Linked DNA regions of Mus musculus: region 2 is linked to region 1. The links are chromatin contacts, called in public HiChIP or PLAC-seq maps. All regions are on one chromosome and are shown on one strand. Each heading gives the region's core, a stretch centred on a gene start, on an enhancer-like site or on the middle of the called end of the contact. The rest is flanking DNA. Distances are from core to core; before and after follow the strand shown. Region 1 holds the start of Sema7a (sema domain, immunoglobulin domain (Ig), and GPI membrane anchor, (semaphorin) 7A). Region 2 holds the start of Islr (immunoglobulin superfamily containing leucine-rich repeat).

Region 1 (4,570 bases), core at 1,402-3,901:
TGGTCCAAGCTGTTCTGCACCAGGCTCTCATCTGATTGCAAACAACTGAAGTCTGGGACCTTCTCAGAGACCCTCCTTTAATCTTTTCCTAAGGCTTGAAGTGAGGGTGGGAACCAAGCAAAGAAAATAAAGACATTTCTATACCTGTCCCAGTCCCTATTCTGTCTCAACTCAAAACTAAACTTCAAATCTATGTCTTGTACAGAAATGTATGTGGGGTTACCACTATCCACACATAGTCTAGTCAACCCTGAAGGTTGCTATATCCCATCCACTGGTAGACAGGGCCCTAGGCTTACTGCAACGCTTGGAAGGCTCTCTCTCTCTCTCTCTCTCTCTCTCTCTCTCTCTCTCTCTCTCTCTCTGTGTGTGTGCCTGGGTTGGCCCTATCCAAGCTCCCTACTATCCGATTGCCATGTGTTACCCCATAGGAGACAGGAGGCAGCTGTCAGCCGGGCACACCATCACCAGCTGGTGGCCCTAGGGGCTTGGGGACAGGTGAATGGCAGGGCCTGTCTGGCCAGTGGGGCACCTGGCACTTGTGAAGGAGACTGCAGACTGTCCTTGGACAAGATTGGTGAGTGTCTGGTGGATCCCAGCCAGAGGGGGTCAATAGTGCATTACCAGTGTGGTCACTCAGTGAAGTGCAAGCTAGGGAAGCAGCACATAGAGATGGGCTGGGAGCCTGAAAGTGGGTAAGAGGGCTGAGAGCAGCTTTAAATAGTCTGAGGGTAAGGGAAGACTAAGTGCCAGGGATGGAGAGACATGCATTAAGTGCTAACAAGTGGGTGTGCATTAAGTATGTGGCGGGAGGTCAAGGAAGGATTGGGGGGACAAGCACAATCAAATGAAAGGGGTTTGATACAGAGGGAGATTCCAGAACACTCAGACATAACCGTTTGTCTCCTCTGGCATACTCATATGCATGTGTCTAAGACACAAGGGGACGGAGGAAGTTAACATGCTGGCAGGGACAGAGAAAGAGGCTGAAGTGGTGCGACTGTGGAGGGTGCAAGTATCCACCATGAACTGGATGTTCAGAGGTCCAGATAAACTGCTCCTCTTCCACCAGTTACACCTCTGGCTGGATGGCGGAGTTGGAGACGAGAGTACCACGTTTATGGTTTGGAGAACCATCTAAATCCTTCTCCTCTCCCTAACCTGGCCCAGGACAGATCCAGAGTCAGATCAGAGACCCCTCCGGCACAGTGAGTGCCCACACTGCCCAGTGACCTTGGGCAAGTCACATTCTCTCAGCTGCTGCGGCAGTTCGGGCCACTCATTTTATGTGGGTTTCCCCCCCTCTGCTAAGAATACCTGCCCCAGATAATGCTCAGACTTCCGCAATCCCTGCAAACTGCCAAGGCATCAAAGGGACAGTAGGGACAGACAGGACAAGTACCCCCAGCCCCCGGTGTGAGTCCCCCATCACCACTAGGGGAGGGGCTGCAGAGATGCCAAATTTGGGTACAGAGCTGAGTTTGTCTGGGGGCGGGGAGGCATTTGTGTGCAATGCAGGGAGGGAGCTCAGTCCCTAGTGGCAGAAAGCCTCCAACCCCAACCTAGCCAGCTTTCTGTCCCACCGTCCGTGGTTCTGAACTGCGATGCCCGAAGGAAAGACTCCAGTCCCTCAGGTTCTCATATTCACTACAGTCCTAAGGATGCACACTCCTCCCCAGATACGCCGCTTGGGGGTCCCAATGGCCTCGCCCCACCCAATGGGCACTGTCCCCCCTCCCCGTGCTAGTGCCGATTTCTGGTGACAACTGCCACGTGCGGGCAAGGGGGGAGCGGCTGGTCCTAGCATTACGGAGACAGCGCCCAGGTGCTCGGAGCCCCTGCACCGCACCTTGTCCCGGTTCGCCGCAGGGTGCCCACCCCCTTGCCTGGCCCGCGCTCCGGGCCGGGGCGGGGGCGGGGGCAGGCGGCGGGGTCTTTGTTCCCGCAGCCCGAGCGCAGCGGCGGCGGCAATGGGTCCGCGCCCCCTTCACCAGCCGAGCCCGAGCCCCGCGTGCCAGCAGAGCTCGCAGCTTGCAAGGAGGAGGTCGGGGTGATGAAGCTGGCCAGGGGAAAGAAGGGTTCTGTATAGTAGACCCCGTGGCGGAAAGCCAAAGAGCCTCGGTGAGACAGGGGCCCGCAGCCTCCCCCCGCGCTCGGGCGCTGCGGCTCCGGCTCAGAGCTGCCGTTGGACTTGGAGCGCCACTTAGCTGGGCCCGGGCCCCAGCCACTCGCTCGCACGCTGCAGCGCTCCAGCCCGCTCCGGCGTGACAGTACGCACACTCACAAACACTCACCCGGACCCACACGCTCCCTTCGGGGCCAGCCTGAGACCCGCAGAGCTGCGCACACGCACTCTCTCCGGGTGCCGCACACTCTGCACCCGCCCCGCAAGGCGTCCGATCCCGCGCCCCGCCGGCCGCGCGGCGCCGCCTACCTTTCCAGACGGCGGAGATGCGGGGTCCGCTCCTCGAGTGGCCTTGGGCGGAGGCGGCGGCCACCCAGAACACCAGCAGAAGCCGCAGCCGCAGCGGGAGCCCGAACCGAGCCGGCAGGCTGAGGACGCGGGCGCGCGGTGCGCTGGGGGCGGCACGTCCGGGAGGAGGAGGCGTCATCCCGCAGCCCCGGAGCGACAGCGGCAAGCAGCCGAGACTGAGACAGCGCCCGGCCGCAGGCAGAACCTAGCGCCAGGAGGCGGAGTCAAGCGCCTGACCCCACCCCGCCCCTCCCCCCCGCCCCTCGCAGCCTTTTCTAGCTTTGCCGGTGGCCCCTTGCTTGTGCGGTGACCGCTGCCAGGAAAACCTTCGCTACCCGCACGCGGGCAACTCCACCGGGAGAACCCAGCTGCAAAGAAGACAGACTTGTGATCTGTCATGAGGGGCAGATCCCATCCCTCCTCTGGGCTTCAGTTCCACTTCCCTCGCCCCAGTGGAAAGAAAGGCCTAGGAAATCCGTAAGGATCTCTCAGCGCATGGATGAGTCTAACACCGGACAACCCCCCTTGCTGTCAGCTAAGTGGTTTGTAGTCAGAGAACCATTCTCATAGAATGGGCTTGCGGGAGTGGGACGCAGCTCTCTGCTGATCCTATCAGCCGGAGCAGGATGCTTTCCTCTGTGGAGGAGAGAGGGGAGGTCTAAGATGTGTGGGGTGCCCACAACGCCCCACGATTGCTCTGCCTGAGAGAACACTGGGAATTTTTCATCTTGGCCTGGCTCCCTCCTCTCCCTCTCCTTTCTCCTCCCTTCCCCAGCCAGCAGCCTTCTGGGCTGCCTCCCCCCAGCCAGCTGGTGTATGCTCAGAAAATCCAAACTCATTTCCATGTGCACTGAGGGGGATATAATTAGGAAGGCCCCTTCCCCAAGAAAAAAGTGAGGGGCACAAGACTCATAATCAGAGAGGGAAGGTCAGACCAATCGAAGGGAATCTTTCTCTGCCTAAGGCTCAGCTACATACCAAGGGCAACCTGGTGACGCGGTGGTAGTTCCATCAGAGGGTCCAGGCCCCTCTGCAGTCACCTGAACAACCCAGGAAACTCTGTCATTGGCTTATGTTTTCAGAGCCACTTTGTCTGCTCTTCGTAAAAGGGTCTCCCATGTTCCTTGGGCCAGAGATGGACAGATTCCCTACCTCTGCTTGTACCCAAAGAAGCTATGACTGGGAAATCCATCCAGGTCAGCTTGTCCCAATCTATTGCTTACTGTATATGTAGTCTAAGATGTACTGCACCAAGAAGAGACAGGGCAAGGAAGAGGGAACAGAAGTAAACAAAGACTTGACCTTCAAAACCCACAGACCCAGACATACTGAGCATGCTGTAGACACAGGCAGACCCTGGGCAGGATGCCCTGACCTCAGAGCCAGCCTCTTCACTGCTCCACGGGCAGGGAGGTTTTGATACAGCGAATCTTAGCTCTGCCAATTGTACAGTCTGCTTCTAGTTGTTTTCTCCATTCCTAAAAGCCCCAAAGTACCCTAGCCACTAAGGTGAATTCCTCCAGATCTCTCTGTGGGGAGGGGTCTAGAGACACTACAGGGCTGTGCACGGAGTCACTAGCTTCATGATGCCTAAGATCACAACCCCAGAAAGAAAAGCCTATTGACAGCCCAAGAACTCCTTCCCAGGCCTGCACTGAATCCTGTGGCCCTAAAGTTGGCAAACTGACCAGGCCAAAGTAGCTTCTAAGAATGATACTTGCTTTCTAGCCCAGTGACTCATATTCTGGGCAGTTATGCCCTCCAGTATCTTCATTTCTATAAATGATTGGGGCAAGTTAAGAAACCACCCATCCCTGCCTTTAAGAACCAAGCATTCAAGTGCATCTGAAATGAAAACATTACCCATGTGCACAGTAACTCATAAAATGCAACCCACTTCCGCCTACATCATTCCTCTCAGACCTACATTTTTTTCCTCTGATAAGGAAACATAGCTCCAACTTAGGGACAACTCTGAGGCATCCAGGACAACAGGGGTCCGTCTGAGATCAATTGGAAATGAATGAATGGAGACAGAAAGCCAACTTTTCTGACTTTAATAACAATTGCCAATAGTGTGGTTACTATTACATGCTA
Region 2 (4,570 bases), core at 1,179-3,678, 220 kb before region 1:
CCTTGGGTGAACTTTAGAGAAGTAGGGGAGAGTGGGGACTTTGAGCTCCTTGGAGGGCCCTTCAGGTAGGGCTGATGGTATGGGCTTTGTGTAGTGAGTGAGTGTGTGTGTCTGTGTTCTGAGAAACCTAGTGAGGCCCTAGTCACAAGTGAGTTGCCCCTGACAAACCCTGGGGTCAGATCCCCCCTGCTTTGTTGAATCTGAATGTGTGTAAGCCTCCAGGCTCTGCTTATCCAAACTCTCCCACACAGTAAGCAAGGTAGAAGAAAAGGCTTCCTGGGGCAGGAGAGGCAAGAAGGGCACACCTAAAGGAATCTATAATAACTTCCCTAGCTTCAGACTTGGTGTCTGCAAGCAACACTCTGGGGTCTTCAACAGCTTCATGACAAGCAGGGGAGGTAAGGAACCGTGGTGGGGCTCCTCATACACTTCTCACCGATGACAATACCCACTTCCCCTTGGCTTCACCGAGAGGGCAAGCAGAGTCTATCAGGTTAGCAGACAAGAAGAGGAAGCATGGGCGAGGGCAAGGAGGGGGGAGACAGACAGGTATAGTCTGTGGAGGGCAGAGGGGTCCATGCTAGGAGGTGTCTTTCAGTTCTCCTCCAGCTCCTTTGACTTGAACCTTTTCCTCGATCCATTCCTACCCATGGTCCTTTATGCTTGAGAGAAAGGTCTCACATCCGCCCCACAGGATGTAGCTGCCCCTTTCACATAGTGTGGGATGGTAGATTCCAGAAGTAGCAACGCTCACCATACTGTCTAGCATGTTACAGGACTTCAACACCAAGGGGACTGAGCCACAGGGACTGTTCCTGAGATGAGGCCCCGAAGCCTTGCTCTGAGTGCTGGGTCCTGGACCGTGGAACCTCTTTGTCTGCAAGCCAGGGTGTTCAGAATCCCCAGCCAGTGACACCTCTGCCAAGGCTGATTTCTGCTCTCTGTCAGGCATGCTGTCATCTCTGTCATCTTGCCTGCACATACAGCCCACTCAGTGTGGGGCTGGGCTGCTGCCTTGGGAGCTCCCTGCCCAACAGCCTCAGACTTCAGGATATATTTACTTAAAAAAAAAAAAAAAAAAGCTTAACACTTTGGCTTCTCGACCAGGGGTTAGAGCTTGGTGGCTATTCCCTACACTTTGGTCCTTACAGTTTTCCAACAAGAAGCCCCAGCACACACACACACACACACAGAGAGAGAGAGAGAGAGAGACAGACAGACAGACAGACAGACAGACAGACAGACAGACATTAAGAGAGACACACAGGAATACATACTCACGAAAAGACTAATTCATGTCCAAATACAAACCACCATCACACAGTCCCACACAGACACACACATCTCCTACTGCATATCTCTAATATACAGACTTATCCACACACAGTGACATCCATCCACTCCCCACTACCACCAAGCCCACAGTGCACACACAACAGCACACACAAACACCAACACAGCCAGGCAGGAAGAAGGGGCTGCTTTTTTTTTTTTTTCTTGTTGGAAGCGAGGTTAGAAATTTCCCACTTTCCATGAAATCCAGTTTCTCACCCTTCCCCTATTTAAAAAAAAAGCCAAAAAAACAAAAACAACCCAACTTTCTGGCCTCATCTTTTCTTGGGTCCTACACAGATAGTGCTGTGACTTTAAGAAGTTGGAACTTCAGAGATGAGGGAGAGAGAGAGAGAGAGAGAGAGAGGGAGAGAGAGAGAGAGAGAGAGAACACATGAACAACCCCAAATTTGGCCTCTTTCCCTGTCCAGTTTCTAGTGTCAGCTATGAAGCAGAGTCCCTGTTGCTGAAACTCAGTTTCATTTTGTTGAAAGGAGTCTAGCAGCACAGAGCCTTCCCCCGCAGCCCTGCTTAGAGCTGTCCCGTGCACCCTGAGCCGGGTGTGCAAACCAGCCAGACCCCTCCTCCAGCAGTCCTGGTCCTGTGGACTTGCGAGCAATCCAGTCCTTAGATGCTTTGGTTCCATCTTAAAAGCTGTTAAGCTTGACTTCAGAAGAACAGTTTGGAGGTAAGTCAGGAAAGAAGGGGCCCCCGTGGCTGGGAGCGAGGAAGCTAGGGGTGTGTTTTTAGCACATCCCTCTGGGTTTGAGGGACTTGGAACAGGCTCCTGCTCAGAGCATCTGCTTGGACAATCTCAACCCCAGAATTTCCAGCTGCATTTGAGCTGAGCCTCTGGCCCCCCTGCCTTAGCTGAGAGGTCCTAGCTGGTTTATTTAGGCAGCTGCCTGGGATAGTTTGAACAGAACAGGCCACAGAGTGGGAGGGGTGGAGGGTGTGTGTGTGCATTGCACAAGGGGCCTTGTCTGGACCAGGGAAGCAAAACATACCTATGGGGGGCTCTAGTGGGAGGAGCTGTAGCCAGGATGTGGGAGGGCAGAAGGGAGGTTCTGTGCAGTGCGGGGGGAAGGGGGTGGCTGGAAAACAGATTTCAAGTCATAAAGTCAGCTAGGAACAGGCCAAGGCAGAAAGAGCTGTGTGCAAAGGAGAAGCTGGGGTCCACTTCCATCTTGTCTTCATCCTGACTGACTGCACACACGACCTTGGCAAGTCCCAGCCCTCCTCTGGGCCTCGGTTTCTTCTCCTGTTGGGGTGAGGGTGGTGGGTTAGGTGGTATTGGATTCTGGCTGGGTTATGTGGAACAGGGCCTTCTAACGGGGAGAGTTTGGGCAGGGATCTGAGGAGGGACAACTCCTTTCTATGAATCCTAGGCTCACCCGGGTGGCATGCCCTTCCCCGTAGGACGTACCATGCGGGCACTGTGCCTGCTTTGTTGGGCTGTTCTCCTGAACCTGGTGCGAGCTTGTCCAGAGCCCTGTGACTGTGGGGAGAAGTATGGCTTCCAGATTGCAGACTGTGCCTATCGTGACCTAGAGGGTGTGCCACCGGGCTTCCCGGCCAATGTGACCACACTGAGCCTGTCAGCCAACAGGCTGCCAGGCCTGCCGGAGGGAGCCTTCAGGGAAGTGCCCCTATTGCAGTCGCTGTGGCTGGCACACAATGAGATCCGCTCGGTGGCTATTGGTGCTCTGGCCCCTCTGAGCCATCTCAAGAGTCTGGACCTCAGCCACAACCTCCTCTCTGAGTTTGCCTGGAGCGACCTGCACAACCTCAGCGCTCTGCAGCTGCTCAAGATGGACAGCAACGAGTTAGCCTTCATCCCTCGGGACGCCTTTAGCAGCCTCAGCGCCCTGCGTTCCCTGCAGCTCAACCACAACCGCCTGCACGCGTTGGCCGAGGGCACCTTCGCACCGCTCACCGCGCTGTCCCACTTGCAGATCAATGACAACCCTTTCGACTGCACCTGTGGCATCGTGTGGTTCAAGACATGGGCCCTGGCCTCAGCGGTGTCTATTCCAGAACAGGACAACATTGCCTGTACTACACCCCACGTCCTGAAGGGTATCCCACTAGGCCGCCTGCCACCCCTGCCCTGCTCAGCTCCCTCAGTGCAACTAAGCTACCAGCCCAGCCAAGATGGAGCAGAGCTACGGCCTGGCTTCGTGCTGGCACTCCACTGTGACGTGGATGGACAGCCAGTCCCCCAGCTCCATTGGCACATTCACACCCCGGGCGGCACGGTGGAGATCGCCAGTCCTAATGTAGGCACTGATGGACGTGCCCTGCCTGGTGCCCTTGCAACCAGTGGGCAGCCACGCTTCCAGGCCTTTGCCAATGGCAGCCTGCTTATCCCTGACTTTGGCAAGCTGGAGGAGGGCACCTATAGCTGCCTGGCCACCAATGAGCTAGGCAGTGCCGAAAGCTCTGTAAATGTGGCATTGGCCACCCCAGGTGAGGGGGGAGAGGATGCTGTGGGGCACAAGTTCCATGGCAAAGCAGTGGAGGGCAAGGGCTGCTATACGGTTGACAACGAGGTACAGCCATCCGGACCGGAAGACAACGTGGTTATCATTTACCTCAGCCGTGCTGGGCCCCCAGAAGCTGCAATAGCAGCAGACGGGAGGCCTGCGCAGCAGTTCTCTGGCATACTTCTGCTAGGCCAAAGCCTGCTTGTTCTCTCCTTTTTCTACTTCTAACTACACCCTGCCCTGGTTGGCTAGAGCAGCTCCAGGGCCTTCCTAACTCCCCCTGATCACGTTCCTGCCAATGTTCCGTCTTAACACCACGAGGTCTGGAATTGGTGAGGCCTGAGGTTAGCCTGGGGACTTCACATTTTCCTATCACCTTTTCTAAGCTCATCCAGGCCGCTCATTACTCCAATTTGCAGATCTGCTCAGAACTAGCAGCTAGGATAGAACTATATCCCAAAACTCATCATCTCTAGTGCTAGTTGCTGCTAACAGCATTGCCTGTGCTCCTAGCAGGGGCAGCCTGCTAACAGGGCAACAACAATGTCTTAACCTGACCTACTTTGAGAGTTCTAGCCATGGAGGTAAAGAGCTTGTGGAGGCCATCCAGGTGGGCACTGGGGCTGGGCTAGAAGGGGGTCTGGAGTGGCCAGTACAGGATCTGGAAAGGAGGTACCACGGGCCATGGCTGGGCAGGCTAAAAGCTTTCCTGTTTTTAGATGCTCTCTGATGAGATATGGAAATCATCCCTC

Evidence for each region. HiChIP or PLAC-seq counts read pairs in DNA pulled down with a chosen protein or histone mark.
Region 2: an H3K4me3 HiChIP or PLAC-seq map of embryonic stem cells shows a contact between it and region 1, with 4 times the contacts expected there. The contact joins the promoter of Islr here to the promoter of Sema7a in region 1. A contact is called at or near these places in 1 of 39 promoter capture datasets (embryonic stem cells), 1 of 484 Hi-C or Micro-C datasets (embryonic stem cells) and 2 of 115 datasets of contacts at active chromatin or transcription factors (embryonic stem cells and pancreatic cancer cells).

Annotation. Positions count from the first base shown.
Region 1 is chr9:57,938,193-57,942,762 of GRCm38.p6, reverse strand. Sema7a (sema domain, immunoglobulin domain (Ig), and GPI membrane anchor, (semaphorin) 7A) reads right to left here and starts at 2,651. Exons shown (of 14, transcript NM_011352.3): 1 at 2,435-2,651. The coding sequence starts at 2,612.
Region 2 is chr9:58,156,412-58,160,981 of GRCm38.p6, reverse strand. It overlaps Islr (immunoglobulin superfamily containing leucine-rich repeat), which reads left to right and starts at 2,428. Exons shown (of 2, transcript NM_001195431.1): 1 at 2,428-2,555; 2 at 2,752-4,570. The coding sequence starts at 2,760. The coding sequence ends at 4,046.